Linked DNA regions of Salmo salar: region 1 is linked to region 2. The links are chromatin contacts, called in public Hi-C maps. All regions are on one chromosome and are shown on one strand. Each heading gives the region's core, a stretch centred on a gene start, on an enhancer-like site or on the middle of the called end of the contact. The rest is flanking DNA. Distances are from core to core; before and after follow the strand shown. Region 1 holds the start of LOC106568157 (ankycorbin). Region 2 holds the start of plchb (1-acyl-sn-glycerol-3-phosphate acyltransferase theta-B).

The links. A called contact is a pair of places that touch in the nucleus more often than the background predicts.
Region 1: a contact with region 2 is called in a Hi-C map of muscle, with 3 times the contacts expected there. The contact joins the promoter of LOC106568157 here to the promoter of plchb in region 2. A contact is called at or near these places in 2 of 3 Hi-C or Micro-C datasets (gill and muscle).

The regions. Positions count from the first base shown.
Region 1 is chrssa13:94,333,838-94,337,865 of Ssal_v3.1, reverse strand. It overlaps LOC106568157 (ankycorbin), which reads right to left and starts at 2,022. Exons shown (of 18, transcript XM_014138236.2): 1 at 1,763-2,022; 2 at 1,131-1,210. The coding sequence starts at 1,166.
Region 2 is chrssa13:94,105,844-94,109,832 of Ssal_v3.1, reverse strand. It overlaps plchb (1-acyl-sn-glycerol-3-phosphate acyltransferase theta-B), which reads left to right and starts at 1,792. Exons shown (of 6, transcript NM_001141489.2): 1 at 1,792-1,837; 2 at 2,141-2,339; 3 at 2,704-2,776. The coding sequence starts at 2,172. It overlaps LOC100194936 (Coiled-coil domain-containing protein 98), which reads right to left and starts at 319. Exons shown (of 9, transcript NM_001139965.1): 1 at 145-319. The coding sequence starts at 231.

The DNA.
Region 1 (4,028 bases), core at 773-3,272, 230 kb before region 2:
CCCGGGGAGAATGAGAGTAGACTATCGGATCACAGTTTAGGTCATTTTCTATCTACTAACACTAAGGCCACCAGTGGAAACAGTAAACCGTAGCCAATCTTGTGGACAGAATATGTTTTTTTTCTTAATAGCAAAGCAAGTGTGAGAAGTGGTTATGTGGGTGTGAACTATCAAAGTAGATGGTTACAGACATACGGACGGACTGTTCCTAAGCAACCTAAATGTGAAAAACACCCACAGGTTGCAACTCCCACTGTTAAAATACATTAGTCAGCCATAAGCAATGGTTATGTTTTACAACAACAGCATCAGATACAATACCCTGTTATTTGTGGAAATAATATTTGCATATAGTCTCTCACTTTTATAATTTCAAGCTAATAAAGGTTTCTAATCTATGTATGTCTTATCTTCCGTATGTCATATGGGCACATTAATAGTACTAAACAGAGTACTTTTCCTATAGACAATCACACCCCGAAACTGCCTTGGGCCTCTTGAAAACTCTAAGTATTCCAGTGACTCAGAAGGAATCTTCAACTCCTACATATTTCAGTGAAGGTATTCTGCCTCAAAAATCTGTCTGTCAATAACATTGTAACAGTTCTGAAATGTACATTGATTTATGAAATGTAATGTGTTCAAAGAAAACAAACTCTAGTTGCCTGACTTTTGGTTTATCCCCAGCTTCCACATTAGGTACATAATCATCCAAGATGACAGATGTACCCAATTTAAAGTGTTTAAATCGCCCCCTTCATAGCCACACTTCCTCTCTGGCACTGATGCCGTCTGATTATGGTCACTGTTTTAATTTTTTATTTAAACTTTATTTAAGTAGGCAACTATTTAACTGTGACTACTGATGAGTCACACTCAGTGGAAGTTAGTCACTCCCTGTAGGATATTTAGGAAACGCAGCCTGGAAAAGTCACTCCCAAATGATTCAGTCACAACTATGGAGAAACTACCCATGGAGGCTATTACTGAAATAACTTTATGGCAGAGGGCTTCATTGCTATGACAGTCACAGAGCCATATGGATCGATGAATGAATTAATGCATTCTGTCAGGCAAGAACATACCACCACCACCGCAAAACCCCATTGAAAAGTAATGCATGTTCTTACATCGCTCTTCCTAAACTTTGCTTTAAAGCTCTTCATCTTAGGCCTGGTCCATACAGTTTCCCACTTGTCCAGGTGAGCCTCTGAAACAAAAAAAATGAGTTACACATCTTATACTTTTAATAAGTCTAACTGATGAAAATTAAGTTAGTCTCTAAAGTGCAACAGGGAGAGGTAACATGTGCAAATGTAACACTTTTCTCTGATTTCATGGTAACTTATTTGAGAGTTGGCCCTTATTATTATGCATGTGTAACTGTGTAATATTAACCATTTGCAATATAAACGTGTCTTGCACTCATCCGCGCAATAGCCTACCCAGCACTAATGAATAAAAACAAACTATGGGACAGAACGTATAGGCTGATACAAAGTATCCATCGCGAGTCCCATGGCAAGGTTTGAAGTTATTTTGAGGTGGTTACAGTAACGTTAGCCTGTAGCAATAGATTTCTGTATATAATTGCTACAACTAGTGCACAACGTCCAACGCCAACATATTTTATTTTTACTCCGATACATTTGTATCATTCAACCACGCTTGCTCGTTAGCGAAAGATAGGAACAGCTAGCAAGCTAACAATTCAGTCTAGCATCAACTTTGTAAATAATGTATGAACACACTGCACACTTACCCTTTAAAAGTTGGGACTCAGTAATATTCTGTTCGACAGCCTACAGAGTTGACTAAATTGTCAGTCGGTAGAAATATATTAAAATAGAATCGACAAACAGAAAAGGAATAGCTAGTGTGAACAAATAGCCCGCCTAGATAGGCTATGCTGGCTAGGTTCAGGCTGAATACATTAAAAGTTGGACTATTCAAGTGCCTATCGCTTTGCTCGGAAGCTAGCTCACTCTGAGTGTTACTCGAGTTGAAATGGTGACGTCATTCCTCCCCCGTGACCAAATATTTCTGCATATTCCCAATCATGAATAAACATTTTGTAGGCTAAATGTGCAATTGAATTATAGTCTTGTGTTTATTGTAATATTTGACAACAATTACAACAGGTAAACACTGTTTACAACACCAACGTGACTGATCACACTTCTCTAATAGGTAGACAGCAATAGCATATACGCAAAAGCACACTACACTTCTGCGAATTCAATTTCTCCTAAAGGCTGCACCCCATAGGTATGCGCAAAAATAGCAACACTACTGCATAAGCTACAAATAGACCGTGTACTGCCCTTCTGTCTATTTTTCATATTTTCTTCAATGCAAATCTATTCTATCGCTGTTAACATTAATTGTTTTACTTCTGAGATGGTTTCTGTCTGCTTTAATGCTCTGTCTATCCCACGTGAACATCTGTGATATCATCAGGCTCTTGCTCTCTCAGCTCAGCAGAATGGTTTACTATACTATACAAACATTTAGAAACCATACATCAGTGCAATCTAGCCTCACCAGATATATAGGCTATTTCATGGTTGACGTACAGCATTTGAATCATGCATGAAGCCATGTTACAAAGACATTTGGCTGGATTAATGAAACAACAAAAGCTGCCTCTGACAGTGGTAGCCTACATCTGTCTTCTAATCCACATTGCCATAAAGGCTTTCACCAGCCTGGTTCGATTTTTGTCCTACAGTCAAGGCCCCCAGACATAAGCGACTTAAGCGGTCACTTATTCGAGCCCCTGGCCACTAGGAGGCCCCAGACCAATTTGAAAATAAATATATTTAATAATATATATATACATATTTAGGAACTCAGTTGGCTCTCAACTTACTGTTGATAGTTAGAATAGTGCAAGGTTGGAATTTGGTTGTTCATCATCAGTTTTTCTCTTGTTATGTCAGTCACTGACAGTCACTCAATAAGCTACAGTATGTCAGCTAACAATTTTAGATTGGTAAATTAGTCAAACCAGCTATCTAAACTTGTAGTAATAATGGATAAATACCAACTGGGCACGGAAGGCACGTGCACAGGGGACTTCCAGTTGGCTCCGATTGATTTTTGTCACTCTCACTCAGATATCATCAATATGGCATAAGTCCTGGCAAAATGTGTAGAATTGCAAGAAATTAGCTGTAAAATTGACATTTTTTTCTCACTTCCCCATGGCAAAATGAGTAGAATTGCATGAAATGTGTTATAAAATTGCAAAATAATCTCTCTGCCCCGTGGCAAATTGTGTAGAACTGCAGAAAGCTTGTTTTAAAACTGCAACACTTTCTCTACGTCCCATGGCAAAAGGTGTAAAATTGTAAAATTGAAGGACATTTTCTTTAAAACATTTTTTTTCTCTCTGTCATCAACAGGAGGGACACTAAAATGTTTTGCCTGCAAGGTAGATCCCGCTCAGGGCCCGAAAAGGCTAGGGCCGGGCCGGGCCTGCCTACAATACTGGGCTGGAACAAAAACATGCACACCCTATAGGTCTCAACGCAACGACCAGTACTGAAGAACAGCCTCTCCCAGTCTGACCTCAACTTTGCCTCAGCATGTTGCATATTGAGCTAACTCTACCCTGGAGATTAAAGGAGCATCATAGCTCCAGTCTCATTCATGATGTAATAGCAGTGAAATATCATCCACTGAGGGTTTTATGGCAAGACTTTAGCAATTGATGAAGGGCATGAGCAAAAAGGGATTGAATAGTATCGGTCTACTCCTTTTTTTCCAATTCTGTTTAACTGTTAACAGAGATGGGCAATTACTGCACCAAAACCCTCCTTCGATGTGGGCTTTGTTGTCAGGACTGCATAATACCTAGAGTGAGATTGCATCAATGTTGCACGCTCTGCAGGGATTACACTGTTGGTGCTGTTACACTATGGGAAGTGCTTTCTATAAATCTGTCCAGTAGATGGTGGTAATGCTCTGTAATTTCCTCTCTACTCATTCATCCTCACTATGGTGCTGAGATCGTGTAGGGGCGT
Region 2 (3,989 bases), core at 543-3,042:
GGTAACGTTACATACATGTGTACAGTCAGTTTAATATAATAACCAGTATCTGAATAGGTAAGCTATTTGGTCAGACCTATCTGTTGTGGTGTTAGCTAACTAGCTAACGTAGCTAGTTAGCTAGCGATCTAGCCAACTGCTTACCACATCAGAGTCACTGTTCAAGTGCTGAAACATCAATGAACCAAGAACAAATCCAGAGACGCGAATATAAGAGTTTGAGTCCTCCATGCTTCTTTTTGTCAGAAAGACAACATCAAAAGTGTTACCACACAAACATAAGGAGTAATCCAGACACGTCACAGGGGCTATAAAGCTGAAGCATCCGTTTAGAACGTTTTCTCACCACCAAATATGGTAGCGAGAGGAAGTTCAGTCGCGGGTAGTGGGAGAGGATGTAACTAGGTGAAACTGGACCGACATTCTGCTAATTTTATCATCGATGAAAAATCTGATCTCCAATACATTGTTCTGTTCCCAAAACTACAATCTGTTACGAACACAGTGCACTAAGTTGAATAGACTTGACGCTTTGCCAACTTTTTTATAAAATGGCGTTGTTTAGAAGAAGTGCAATGTCGAATTGCGTTAATGCATACGCGCATTTCATAGAGAAGACATTCCCTAACTGAAATATGAAAATACACGCCAATAGGATCTCGCTAGCTCGTGTTTGGCTTTGCCCACCTCCTTGCTTGTTCTGCCCACTATGCTTAATTTCCTCCAACTGTAAACGTCACAGATAAACTATCTCGGGTTAGTTATAAATATATTTGGTGTTACGATTGCGTAAAAACAGCGTTTTTTTTCTGCGCAGCTGAATATGCACGAAAGCTGAACTTTTTTCGAGCAACTCGCCAGTGGGGGGAGTGGTTTTATTATTTCCACTAGTTACCACAGCCATAAAGTCAAAATGGCTTTTTCGTAAAAAAATGTATATTAACAGAAAATTGCTTTTGTTCTTAATTTATGTTTAGGGTTAGGCATACGGTTAGCTGTTTGGTTAATGTTAGAGTTCGGTTAAAAATCACTTTTTAGGAAGATACAGTGGTGTGAATTACTTAAGTAAAAACACTTGAAAGTACTACCTAAGTAGTTTTTTTGTGTATCTGTACTTAAGTTTACTATTTATATTTTTGACAACTTTACTACATTCCTAAATACAAGTATGCACTTTTTACTCCATACATTTTCCATGACACCCAAATGTACATTTTGAATGCTTAGCAGGACAGGACAATTGTCTAATTCACACACGTATCAACAACCCTGGTCATCCCTACTGCCTCTGATCTGGCGGACTCACTAACACAAATGCTTAGTTTGTAAATTATGTGTTGGAGAGTGCCTCTGGCTATCAGTAAATAAATAAAAAACAAGAAAAGTATGCCATCTGGTTTTCTTTATATAAGGAATTTGAAATGTATTTATACTTTTACTTAAGTATATTTTAGCAATGACATTTACTTTTAATACTTAAGTATATTTAAAACCAAATACTTTTAGACTTTTACTCAAGTATTATTTTACTGGGTGACTTTCACTGTTACTTGAGTTATTTTCTATTAAAGTATCTTTACTTTTACTCAAGTATGAAAATGGGGTACTTTTTTCACCACTGCGAAGATGCATTGTATTGTAGATGCATTGTAGAAATAGGCGCGGTTTATGACTTTGTGAATGTGGTAACTAGTGACGTCCTGGTTTTATTTTTACAGCAGATCTTGCGCACTGTCCTGTGGCTGACTACACTGTTGGGTTGCAACCTGCGACCACTACCGCTACAGCGACGTACAGAAGAATGGAAAACTCGCTAAGACAACGAAGAGGTCTTCAGGTTACTATTTCTCTTTAATACATTTGGAAACATTTCATGTTCTGCAGTCAAACTCGGATATGGTAGGCTCAATAATGTAAGCTATTTCTAGTGGTTCTCTTCTCGGCTTGGCTGTATAGTTAGCTAGGCTATTTCGGTGTTCATATCCCGTTTCAGATCCTGTTTACCTAGCTAACTTTACATAGCTAACTACCTAGCTAGGCCCAAGTCAAAAATATGAATTCAGTCTCCTCTATTATAAAAAGAAAATATAATGCTTATTTGGAATGAATAGCTAATAAACGTTATGTCTCTCTTCTGTAGATAACTTGAACCATATGTGCCATACCAGTGCATGACAGACCTCTCTGAGGGAGGGATGGATGACCTGTGGAGTATAGCGACTTTGTTGCTGCAGGTGTGGTTCTCCGTGATGATTGGGCTCATCATGATACCAGCTATGTTTGGCCTCTCCCTGGGGGTCACTTCGGTCTACATTCAGATTCTGGTCAAGATATTGGAGGTAACTGCTGGAAGTTCGATATAGCTCACTATTTCTTATTTTATTCTGAAACATTTTATTGAAGCATAACCTCATATAGCATCTAATAAAGAACTATGTTATTCTGTTTGCGAACAGATGATTTATGAAAAGATACATATTTTTTTGTATAAATGCATTAATCGGATATTTCATGGATTTATATTCACTACTATATGTAGGATTTTGTGCTCTGTATACTGTATTCATGTTGCCCCCTGACCCCGTAGAACAGACTGACATAGTTAATGTTCAATGCGGGGAACGCGGGGCAGTTGGGCAAGATGCAGTATGTAGAAAGCATTGTGTGTGAGGTCAGCTGAAAATAAATCTGTTCTATGGGCAGTGGGCCACCCTTCGGATCCAGAGAGGACACAGGGATCGACCCACTCTGCCAGTGCCTGCTCCGCTACCCAATGGTGAGTGACATTACACTCACTACCCATCGATGAATGAGTTCATGCTGAGGTCTGGAGGGACCCTGTCTGTGTAACTTATTGTGGATGACTATCAAACTGTAGCCTAATCTTTATTTTTTTCATTAACTTTTGTACTAAGCAATTATTTTCTATGGTTCCTTCACTATGCTGAATGATACCATTTGAATCAATACTCTTTAGTTTGTATTTGCCCCTAACTGAAATGTGAATAGCCCTGTGATAATTATTAGGCTAATTACACAGTAATAAGGTAATTATACATCCAGTAAGTTGAGTTGAGTTCTGATGGTCTATAGGAGAAATATTTGAATTCAGCAGAACTGCATTTCCAACATCCCATTGTTATGTGGAGTCCTTGGTTCTGCTCTTAGAGCATATTGTTTTGTAGTATGAGGGGTTGAATGAATTCAGCTCTGTCTGGAAGGAGTAGAGTAGACCCTGTACATGTGACTGTGTGTCAGTGTGGTGGCTTATGATTGGTCAGCTTATGATTGGTCAGCTCAGCTGATGTGGGGTTGCGGAGTGGTCATCACGAGCTTCTATACCCACAATATCATAAATAAAGTCTGCCCATTTCTACAATTTATCTTCTTAAAAGTATATTTTGTAAGTAACCTTAACCACACCGCTAACCTTACGCCTAACCCTAACCTTAAATTAAGACCAAAAAGCAAATTTCTGTAGGCAAGTTTTACTTTGTGGCTATGTAATCTGACTTTGGGGATATGGAAGCTAGTGGAAACCGTGTGGAGTGGAGCAGCCATGTCCCACTCTGATGATGCAATAGAGGATTGCATAACTTCAGGCAGAAAACTGACTCTCTGTGTATAGCTTAACCCTCAACCCATGCTGTGAAATACTGTATGCCCCCTTCATCTTCTCTTCCTTGGAAATATACTGTACAACGTTTGAAAGACGTCACGTCACCGTCTTCAGTGGAGCTATGTTGAGTTAAATTTGATACTTATTAGACATGTATATCATATTCTATTTTGAACTGCCTTGAAGATTCCAGAAGATCGGATTTATACTGGGGACTTTTTTGTGGTGTCTCTATAAGTTGTCTATCTGCAATCCTACCCTATGTTGTTGAATTAACACTCAATCATCTTCTGATCACAGAAACATTGGTATTCTAAATCAGGGTTGACAGGAAACTTAAAAAAGGACTGGTTTTTTTGTATGGAAGGAC